Regions from separate parts of the Ovis aries genome. Here region 1 is linked to region 2. The links are chromatin contacts, called in public Hi-C maps. All regions are on one chromosome and are shown on one strand. The core of a region is the stretch at or near the end of the contact, and the rest is flanking DNA. Distances in the headings are between cores, read along the strand shown.

Evidence for each region. Hi-C and Micro-C count contacts between places; a contact is called where the count stands out from the background.
Region 1: a Hi-C map of tail adipose tissue shows a contact between it and region 2, with 5 times the contacts expected there. The contact joins the promoter of NLRP13 here to the enhancer-like site in region 2. A contact is called at or near these places in 5 of 16 Hi-C or Micro-C datasets (blood, hypothalamus, liver and 2 more).

Annotation. Positions count from the first base shown.
Region 1 is chr14:64,132,548-64,136,621 of ARS-UI_Ramb_v3.0, reverse strand. It overlaps NLRP13 (NLR family pyrin domain containing 13), which reads left to right and starts at 1,748. Exons shown (of 12, transcript XM_042232565.2): 1 at 1,748-1,785; 2 at 2,559-2,900. The coding sequence starts at 2,600.
Region 2 is chr14:63,862,569-63,866,764 of ARS-UI_Ramb_v3.0, reverse strand. No RefSeq gene overlaps it. Among named protein-coding and RNA genes, the nearest start is that of CDC42EP5, 39 kb to the right of the region's middle. Within about 2 kb of position 2,049, at least 14 of the 54 cell types and tissues checked have an H3K27ac peak or open chromatin away from gene starts, as enhancers often do. A contact at or near this core is called in liver and tail adipose tissue, where this site is marked.

The DNA.
Region 1 (4,074 bases), core at 499-2,998, 270 kb before region 2:
AGGTCTACAGCTCTTTCTATGGGCTTCCCCGTGGCTCAGTGGGAAAGAGTCTGCAAAGCAGGAGCTGCGGGAGGTGCAGCTTTGATCCCTGGATCAGGAGGATCCCCTCGAGTAGGAAATGGCAGCCCACTCCAGCACTCTTGCCTGGAGAATCCCATGGACAGAGGAGCCTTGCGGGCTACAGCCCATAGGGTTGCAGAGTCGGACTCGACTGAAGCGACTTCGCATTACGCACATTCCCTTCTACTTTCTGTCTGTTCATAATATTGATTTCTAAGAGTTCAATATTGAAACTCCAACTAGAAATCTTAATTTATCTACTTAAAAAATAATTGTGATAGTGGAATTTTATGTAAGTCTGTTCTGAGTTTCTCAAGCCTACTGTAAATGTGCTATCCTGCTTTCAGACTTTAAAAAATTTAAAAGAAAGGGCGGTGCGGGGGGGGGGGGGGGGGGGGGAAGGTGGATGGTGGGGCGGACCAAGTGCATTTTCCTTCTGCTTTGGGAGATGTTTATGACAGGAAGGAGTCGAGAAGCCTAATTCCCTCCAGGGGTGAGTTAAATGAGTTTAAATTGTTAGTTAAAAATCACTAATTTAATTGTTAATACAATAGTAAGTAGTGGTGGTATAAAGACTAAGCTGCCTCGATCCTGCCTTCAGTGGAAAAGCCTCCGTGTTTCTGGTTCATGGCGTTGGGAGAAGAAATGTTTCCAGATGTGGTTGTGATTTTCAGACCTCACAGACGCTTATTTTTATTTTTGTTTTATTGAAGTGTAGTCGACATACAATGCTGTGTTCCTTTCTCCTGTACAGCAAAGTGGTTCAGTTACACGCAGACACGTACATCCTTTTCAATAGTCTTTTCCATGAGGGGTTATCCTGGGAAGCTGGACACAGTGCCCTGAGCTCTGCGGTAGGACCTTATCCCCCCTCTATAATCGTTCACATCCGCTACTCCAGAGCCCCAGTCCTCCCCAGCCTCTCCCTTGGCGACCAGCAGTCTGTTTGCTCTGTCGGAGCCTCACAGACTCTTTATTCGTCTCCTCTCTCATCATCCTATTAAGACCTCTGGACACACCCCCGCCCTGAAGGCGGTGGTTGTTTTCCAGCTGCTAAGTTGTGTCCAACTTTGTGACCCCATGGACTGCAGCACACCAGGCCTCCCTGTCCATCACCAACTCCGGGAGTTCACTCAAACTTATATCCATCCAGTCAGTGATGCCATCCAGCCATCTCATCCTCTGTCGTCCCCTTCTCCTCCTGCCTTCAGTCTTTCCCAGCATCAGGCTCTTTTCCAGTGAGTGCGTTCTTATCAGGTGGCCAAAGGATTGGAGCTTCAGCGTCATCAGTCCTTCCAATGAATATTCATGACTGATCTCCTTTAGGATGGACTGGTTGGATCTCCTTGCAGTCCAGGGGACTCTCAAGAGTCTTCTCCAACAGCACAGTTCAAAAGCATCAATTCTTCCGCGCTCAGCCTTCTTCATGGCCCCACTCTAGGACAGGTATTCACACCAGTGGCCTCCAGCTGATCTGGGAGATTTCATTTACATCAGCTGGGTTTTAATTAGAACCCCATCTCTGCATCCCTCTCCTAGCCAGGGCGACTTACACCTGGAAGAGAAGGACTCCTGGATCACCTGCGGCAGGTGGCTTCGGCGGAGGGGGCGGGACAGCCGCGGACAGACCTGATAGGAGCTGGAGGGCCCCGGGGCTAATCACGGGCTGGGGAGGGGTGGGGCGTCTGCCTTCCAGAAACTTGCAAGAGCTGAGAAGACAGCTTGGTGAGTGAGGTCTCCTTACACTGGCTTTTTATTTCTTTTCTTTTTTTAAACAGCTTTGTTGATGGATTTAAAGGTAAGGGGGGAAAAACCCAGCTATATTGAGGTATAATTAAATACGAAAAAAAAGAGAAAAAACACCAACCCACAGCACGCAAACATTTAACAAGCAGCTTAATGAGTGTGGACACAGACAAGGGGAGACGTAGCCAGAACCTCCAAGAAGTTTTTTGCAGGGTCTGTGTGTGTGGCGGGAACATTTAACATGAGGCGGACCCTCTTACAATTTTCAGGGTACGAAAGCGTATTGATGACTGGGGGCCCTTTGCTGTAGGGCGCATCCCCAAACTAATTCCTTTTGCATGACTTGCACTTAGTCTGGGAGATACATGGTGATACAATAGGCTCTTAGCCTTAAAAAGGAAGGAAAAAATGAAGTGTTAGTTGCTCAGTCGTTTCTGACTGTGCGACCCCATGGACTGTAGCCCGTCAGGCTCCTCTGTCCATGAGATTTCCCACAAAAATGCTGGGGCGGGTTACCGTTTCCTCCTCCACGGATCTTGTCGACCCAGGGGTGGAACCCGGCTCTCCTGCATTGGGAGGCGGATTCTTTACGGCTGAGGCCCCTGGGAAGCCCTCCTTGTGGAAGGGAGAGGTCAGTAAGCGCAGCAAAACAAGGCAGGCGGGCTGCGCGGAGAAAACGGCGCGTGGCTGGATCCGGCTGCGCGAAGCGGGTGACAGTCGCGGTGCCCGGCCTCCGCTGTCTGTTTCCGCAGGAGCTGTTCCTGCTGCGGCTGGAGACCTCGCTCCCGGGCCGATGGCTTCCCCTGCCGGCATTCCTGGGCACGATGGTGCCCGTGACCAGCTGCTGTCCCACCTGAGGCGCTTGGATCCCTGGCAGCTGGAGGACTTCAAACTCGGCCTGCAGTGCCCGGAGCTGCTGCCGGCGGGCGCCCGCTGGATCCCCTGGGCAGACCTGAGAGCCGCGGGCCCCGCCGACCTGCTCTGCCTGCTGGAGGAGTGCTACCCCGGGAGGCGGGCGTGGGAGGCGGCCCTCCGCGTCTTTCAGAACCTGAGGCTGAGCTCGCTGTGCGAGCGGCTGCGAGCAGAGCTGCACGGTGAGCGGGCGGCGGGCGCGCTGCCGGGCGTTTGTGGGGTCCTCCCTGACTGCGGGGCCCCCCTGAGCGGCAGCCTCCCTGACGGGCTGTGGGAGTCCGGCGCCCTGGCCCGGGAGCGGGTGGTGATGGAAAGAAAGCGCCAGGAGGGAGCTGGAAGTTCAGCTCTGTTACCAGGCAGCTGTCGTTTCAAAAATCTTCACTTCTTACCCATTCTTGGCTGTGCTCCGTCGTCACTGCTGCGCCCGGGCTTTCTCTAGTTGCAGTCAGCGGGGCGTCTCTGGTTTCCGAGCGCGGGCCGAGGTGCACGCGGGCTCCCCCGGCCTCCAGAGCACCGCCGCAGGAGTTGAGCAGGAGTGCATTTGCGCCACAGCCTGTGGGATCTTCCCAGACCAGGGACTGAACTGGTGTCTCCTGCGTTGCAAGGCAGATTTGTAGCCACTGGGCCACACAGGGCAGCCCTGCCTTTTTTTTTTTTTTTTTAAAAGCTTATTTAGTTATTTGAGTTTCCCCAGTGGCTCAGTGGTAAAGAATTCACCAGCCGATGCAGGAGACACAGGAGATTCAGGTTCAATCCCTAGTCTGGGACGATCCCCTGAAGAAGGAAATTGCAACCTACCCAATATTCTTGCCGGGGAAATCCCGTGGGCTACAGTCCACGGGGTCTCACAGAGTCCCACACGCCTGAGTGACTTACCAAGACATCAATGTTCCCTACACGCCCTCCAACATTTATTGCTTGTAGACTTTTCGATAGCCATTCTGACTGATGTGAGCTGATAGCTCATTGTAGTTTTGATTAGAATTTCTTAAATATTTAGCAAAGTGGAGTGTTTCTCTCTTTTTAAAAATTGGAGTATAATTGCTTTCAAGGTTACAATGTACTTAAAAAAAAAACCAGTAGGAGTAAACTTGGAAATTGGCTTCTTGACCGTCTGCCCTGCTTTGAATTCTTTTTCCTGGACTTACTCCAGGACGTTTGTTGATCATGGGTGTTGTTTCCTTACATCCGGGAGGCCAGGTGAATGGTAAGTGCCCATCCGCAGAGGTTTTTCAGGTGTTGTTACCAAACGTGGCCACAAGGCGGCAGCATTTCTCCATGCGCTACTTAATTCCGTTTTTAGTGTCTACTGGAGTCCAGTAGATTTCCCATGTTCTGTTTGCTTTAGGTTTACAG
Region 2 (4,196 bases), core at 800-3,299:
AGCATTTAGATATGGAAAACCAAAGGGAACTGGGGGGAAAGAGGCTAGAGACCAAAGGAAGTGGAGCTGCTCGGGAAGGGTCTCGCACGTTCCGCTGCCCGTTAACGACAGGCCTGAGGCCTGGGCCCCGAGGCTGGCCCCGAGTCTGCGGACACAGCTCCTCCTAGATGGCTGCCGAAGCTCAGGCGCATCCTGCTGAGCGGAGCCGAGCGGCCGAGACAGGGCCAGGTGTGGGCAGTCCTGCGGCACAGAGGCGCCGCAGTTGCTGGCGTTGTTCTGCCGGCCACATTCATGTTGAAGGAGCCTTTCAGCCCTGCTGGAAGTCCAGCCGGTGTGCCTTCCCGGCCTCTGCCTGCAGATTCCTGGCCATAGGCTGAGGGCAGCGGCGGTGCAGGGCGCGCTGCGAGTCAGAACAGGTGCGCCGCCTGACGTCAGCAGAGATGAGGGCCCACGGGGCTAGCAGTAGCTCCCTGCCGAAGCTGTCCCCGTTTTCGGCCCGCCCTTTCACCCCATCCTGAGCCGTGGCACGGAGTTCATCGTAGAAGAAGCTGCTGGAGAAGTGCACTTTTCAGGGACTGTGTCCATCGCCAAGTCTCCACCCACGTCCGCCACCGGGTCGCTGAGCCAGTTCTGTCCAGGGACAGAGTCCCCGAGCCACCTGTGGTGGGCACATGCCTTTAGGGGTGACAGGAAGCCCCTCAGCCCGGCATCGCCTGGCATCCTCAGGTATGGCTGGCTCCACCGCCGCCCCAGGCCCTTCCTGGAAGGTGCAGACAATTCTGGCAGGAAAATGTCCTCCGGTTCCTCCTCGCCCTCACCCGTGCTGAGGGGGACAAGGCTGCCACCTGTCTGAAGGAATTCATCTGAGATGCTCTGCACGCAGGAGACAGGGTCCTCCCGTGGGGCGCTGTCCTGCCCAGCTTCCCCCAGGCCGCTCGGCCTCTCCTGCAGCGCCCACGTCCGGGCCTGGAAGAGCTCCTGGGCCATGTGGTCCCCGGCCCTTCATGCGCTGCTGATGAGGATGCTGGCCTCAGGGTGTGCCAGACTTCACTCTCCTTGGGGCCCAGGTGATTCTTCCAAAGCCGCTGGGCAGAGTCCAGGAGACGAGACCCGGGTCAGGGCCCAGAGGAGACGTTGGAGTCCAGTTTAATCCACCTTTCTCCCCGGGGACCCCAGAGGGCCCTGATGGAGACCCTGTCACGCCCTCCTCAGCCACGAGAGTACCTAGCGGGCCCGGCCCGGGAGGTGGTCCCCGTGGGGAAGTCAGACGACAGCAGGGGGAGGGCGCCTGTGGCGTCGCAGCCCCTCCCCGGGGTGAAAGGTGGCTCTTGGGGTGTGTGAGGTTCCCCGCTGGCCCTGGGGGCGCCCCAAAGCTTGCAGCGGGGTGTCAGCGAGGTGCTTCTCTGAGTACAGCAGCATCCAGAAGACTCTCAAGCTCTGCGAGGTGGGCGCTGTGAACAGGTTTTCCGATGAGTAGGGCGGGGAGGGCAAGGCTGCCGTGACACCCCCAGCTGAGCCCAGTGTTGGGGCGGCCTCCAAGCTGCCACTCCCCGCCTCATCTTCACCTTCCTTGTCCCCTTCTTCATGAGCTGAGGCGTCAGAAGCGGCCCGAGGGACAGGGAGGCTTCCGGGGGGCACTGTGGTCCCTGACCCAGTGTCCAGCCCAAACCCTCCACCTGCTTTGAGTCCGGGTTTGGGAGATTCTCTTGTGGCTCTGAAGGCGAAGAGTTTGCCCACAATGCGGAAGACCTGAGTTCGACCCCTGGGTTGGGAAGAGCCCCTGGAGGAGGAAGTGGCAACCCACTCCAGTACTGTTGCCTGGAGAATCCCATGGTCGGAGGAGCCCGGCAGGCCACAGTCCACGGGGTCGCAAAGAGTCGGACATGACTGAGCGACTTCACTTTCTTTCTTTCCTTCTTTGGGGGGTTGGGGGCCGCCTGGGCCTGGACAAGCGGGGCTGTGCCGGGTCCAGGAGGCTCAGGCTAGTCTTGCGGAGTCTCTTTCATCTTCCCGTAGCCCGGCATGCGGAAGCCGGGCAGACAGGCCCGAGGGCGGGCGCCTCCGCCCCAGGCTTCCCGACCGACCTCTCCCTCGGCCGCCTCTCCTGCTGTCTCAGCTCAGGGCTCCCGCGCTTCCAGGTCACACTTGCTTTACACAGAGCGGTTTACGCCTCTGAATCCCCCGCCCGCTCCCCTGGTCTGTGGTCTACATCTGCCACTGATTCTCTGTGTTACAGTCATCCATAAAAGTCATCTGTGAAAAATGAGGTTGCACTGACATTTCGAAATCCGGTAGGCCCCCTCCGAGCCTTCTTTGCTAACTGCGTTAGCAAGTCTGAGGATTTCCTCACAGCCGTTGCGAAACTCGGCTCCTTGGACGCCGGCTACTCACGTTCTCGCTCAAAGCCACCGACCCCCTTATCCCGCCGCCGCTCCTCACCCCTGCGCCCGCTCCTGCTGCTCCGCTCCCGCTGAGCCCTGGCACCCTCCCGGGGCGCCCCTGCCGTCCCCGGGCGGCCCCTCGGGTGCCAGCCAGCCCCCTGCCACCTCCATGCGGGAGCGCCTTCCCCACTTTCCCTCTTCCGGGAATCCCGGATCTCTGTCCAGAGGATCAGGGAATGAGTGGGGGTGGAAGGAGCTTTCTAGGAACTTCAGACTGTTTAATGGGTAGGGCGCTCAGAACCGAACGCAGGCCCCTTTCCTTGGCCTTTCCTTGGTGCGGGGCTTTGGAGGACTCCCTGCTGGGTCTCTGGTGTCAGGCCTCCCCATCCCCCCCCCCTCCCCTGACTTGCTGCATTTGCTGTGGGGTTCGCGTCAGAGGAGGGGGGCAGGGGCAGCAGGGGACAAAGGGCACCGAGCCGCGGGTCAGAACGTTCTGGTGCTTTCCAAGGCCCTAACCTGCCGAATGCCCCCCCCACCCCCCCAAGCCATGCAGCTGAGCACTCCCGGGTGCAGACTCAGGCTGTGGTCCCAGGGTCCACCTCCACCAACTCTCCCAGCAGACAGGCGATGGGAGCCTGCCGCCCGGCTCCACCCACTGTGCAGAGCAGGACACTGAGGTTCAGAGAGGGACATCGTGGAAGTGGAGCCAGGACTGTGCCCCAGGTGGACACTGGCATGGGGTTGGGGGCTCCTTGTTGATGGGAGTGGCCTGTCCCTTGGCGCTGTGTGCCCCAGCCTGTCCTGAGCAGAACTGAATGCACCCCGTCACTGCCACTCCCCTTTGCCAACCATCAGAGGCTTTGGGGACCTCAACACGAATGACTGGGGGGCCTCTGCATGGGGTGGAGTCTGTATCCTCCGCAGGCCAGCCGAGCGCTCTCTTCCCCTGGGAGACCAGCCCGTCCTCAGATGTCTGAGGGCCTCTGGCTCCCCCGAGAGACTCTGAAGCTGCCCTGGTGGCCTGGGATCTCCCTGAGCATAGAGGACCGGACTCCCCAGTTGTTGAATCGGAGCCTTGGGGCTGGGGGCCGGGCCCTGAGAGTGTCCTGGGGATGAGCCCGGAGGGGCTGCGCTGGGCTGACCCAGGGTCCCCACCTCACTCCTCTCGAGACCCTCCCATTGGCCGCCTGCCCCCTCAGGACCCCAGGCGAGAGGAAAGGCAATGGCGGGGGTGGGAGGCCTCTGAGGCCAGAGTGGACTGTGGTTTAGGGAGTGGCTTTCTGAGGAGGTGGAGACCTGGGGTGAGAGTGAGACCGTTCCAGAGAGGAAGGAGCGTTCCAGAGAGCCCTAGAGACCCAAGGGCTGTGTGTGCGGGGGTGGGGAGGTGGGGGCGGTTATGCGCTGCTGCCCCAGGCTTAGGGGCCCTGGATTAAGGCAGAGACACGCTGGACCCTGAGGCTCCGACTGCTTCATGAGCGTCACGCGTGCCGCTGTGTTGCAGATAGGCTAGAGAAAGCCAGTGTGTGAATTAGACACTCGGCAGCACCTGAACTCCAGCAGCGCGTAAAACACCAGAAGAGAAACGCTCATGTGGATTCACGGTGTGTCCCTGGCAAACCCCATACCCCGCAGCAGTCACGAAGATTCAGAAAAGTCGCAGCAGTAACCGCGGTTTTACTCTCGCCATGGAGTTTCAGCTGGAGGCATGGGAATGGGTCTGCCAGGTCTAGAGACCCTAAAAAAAGCAGATATGGGAAAGCACACGTGTGTTAAACGGCTCACCATTGTGTGAAGTCGGCTGAGTGTGTGTGTGTG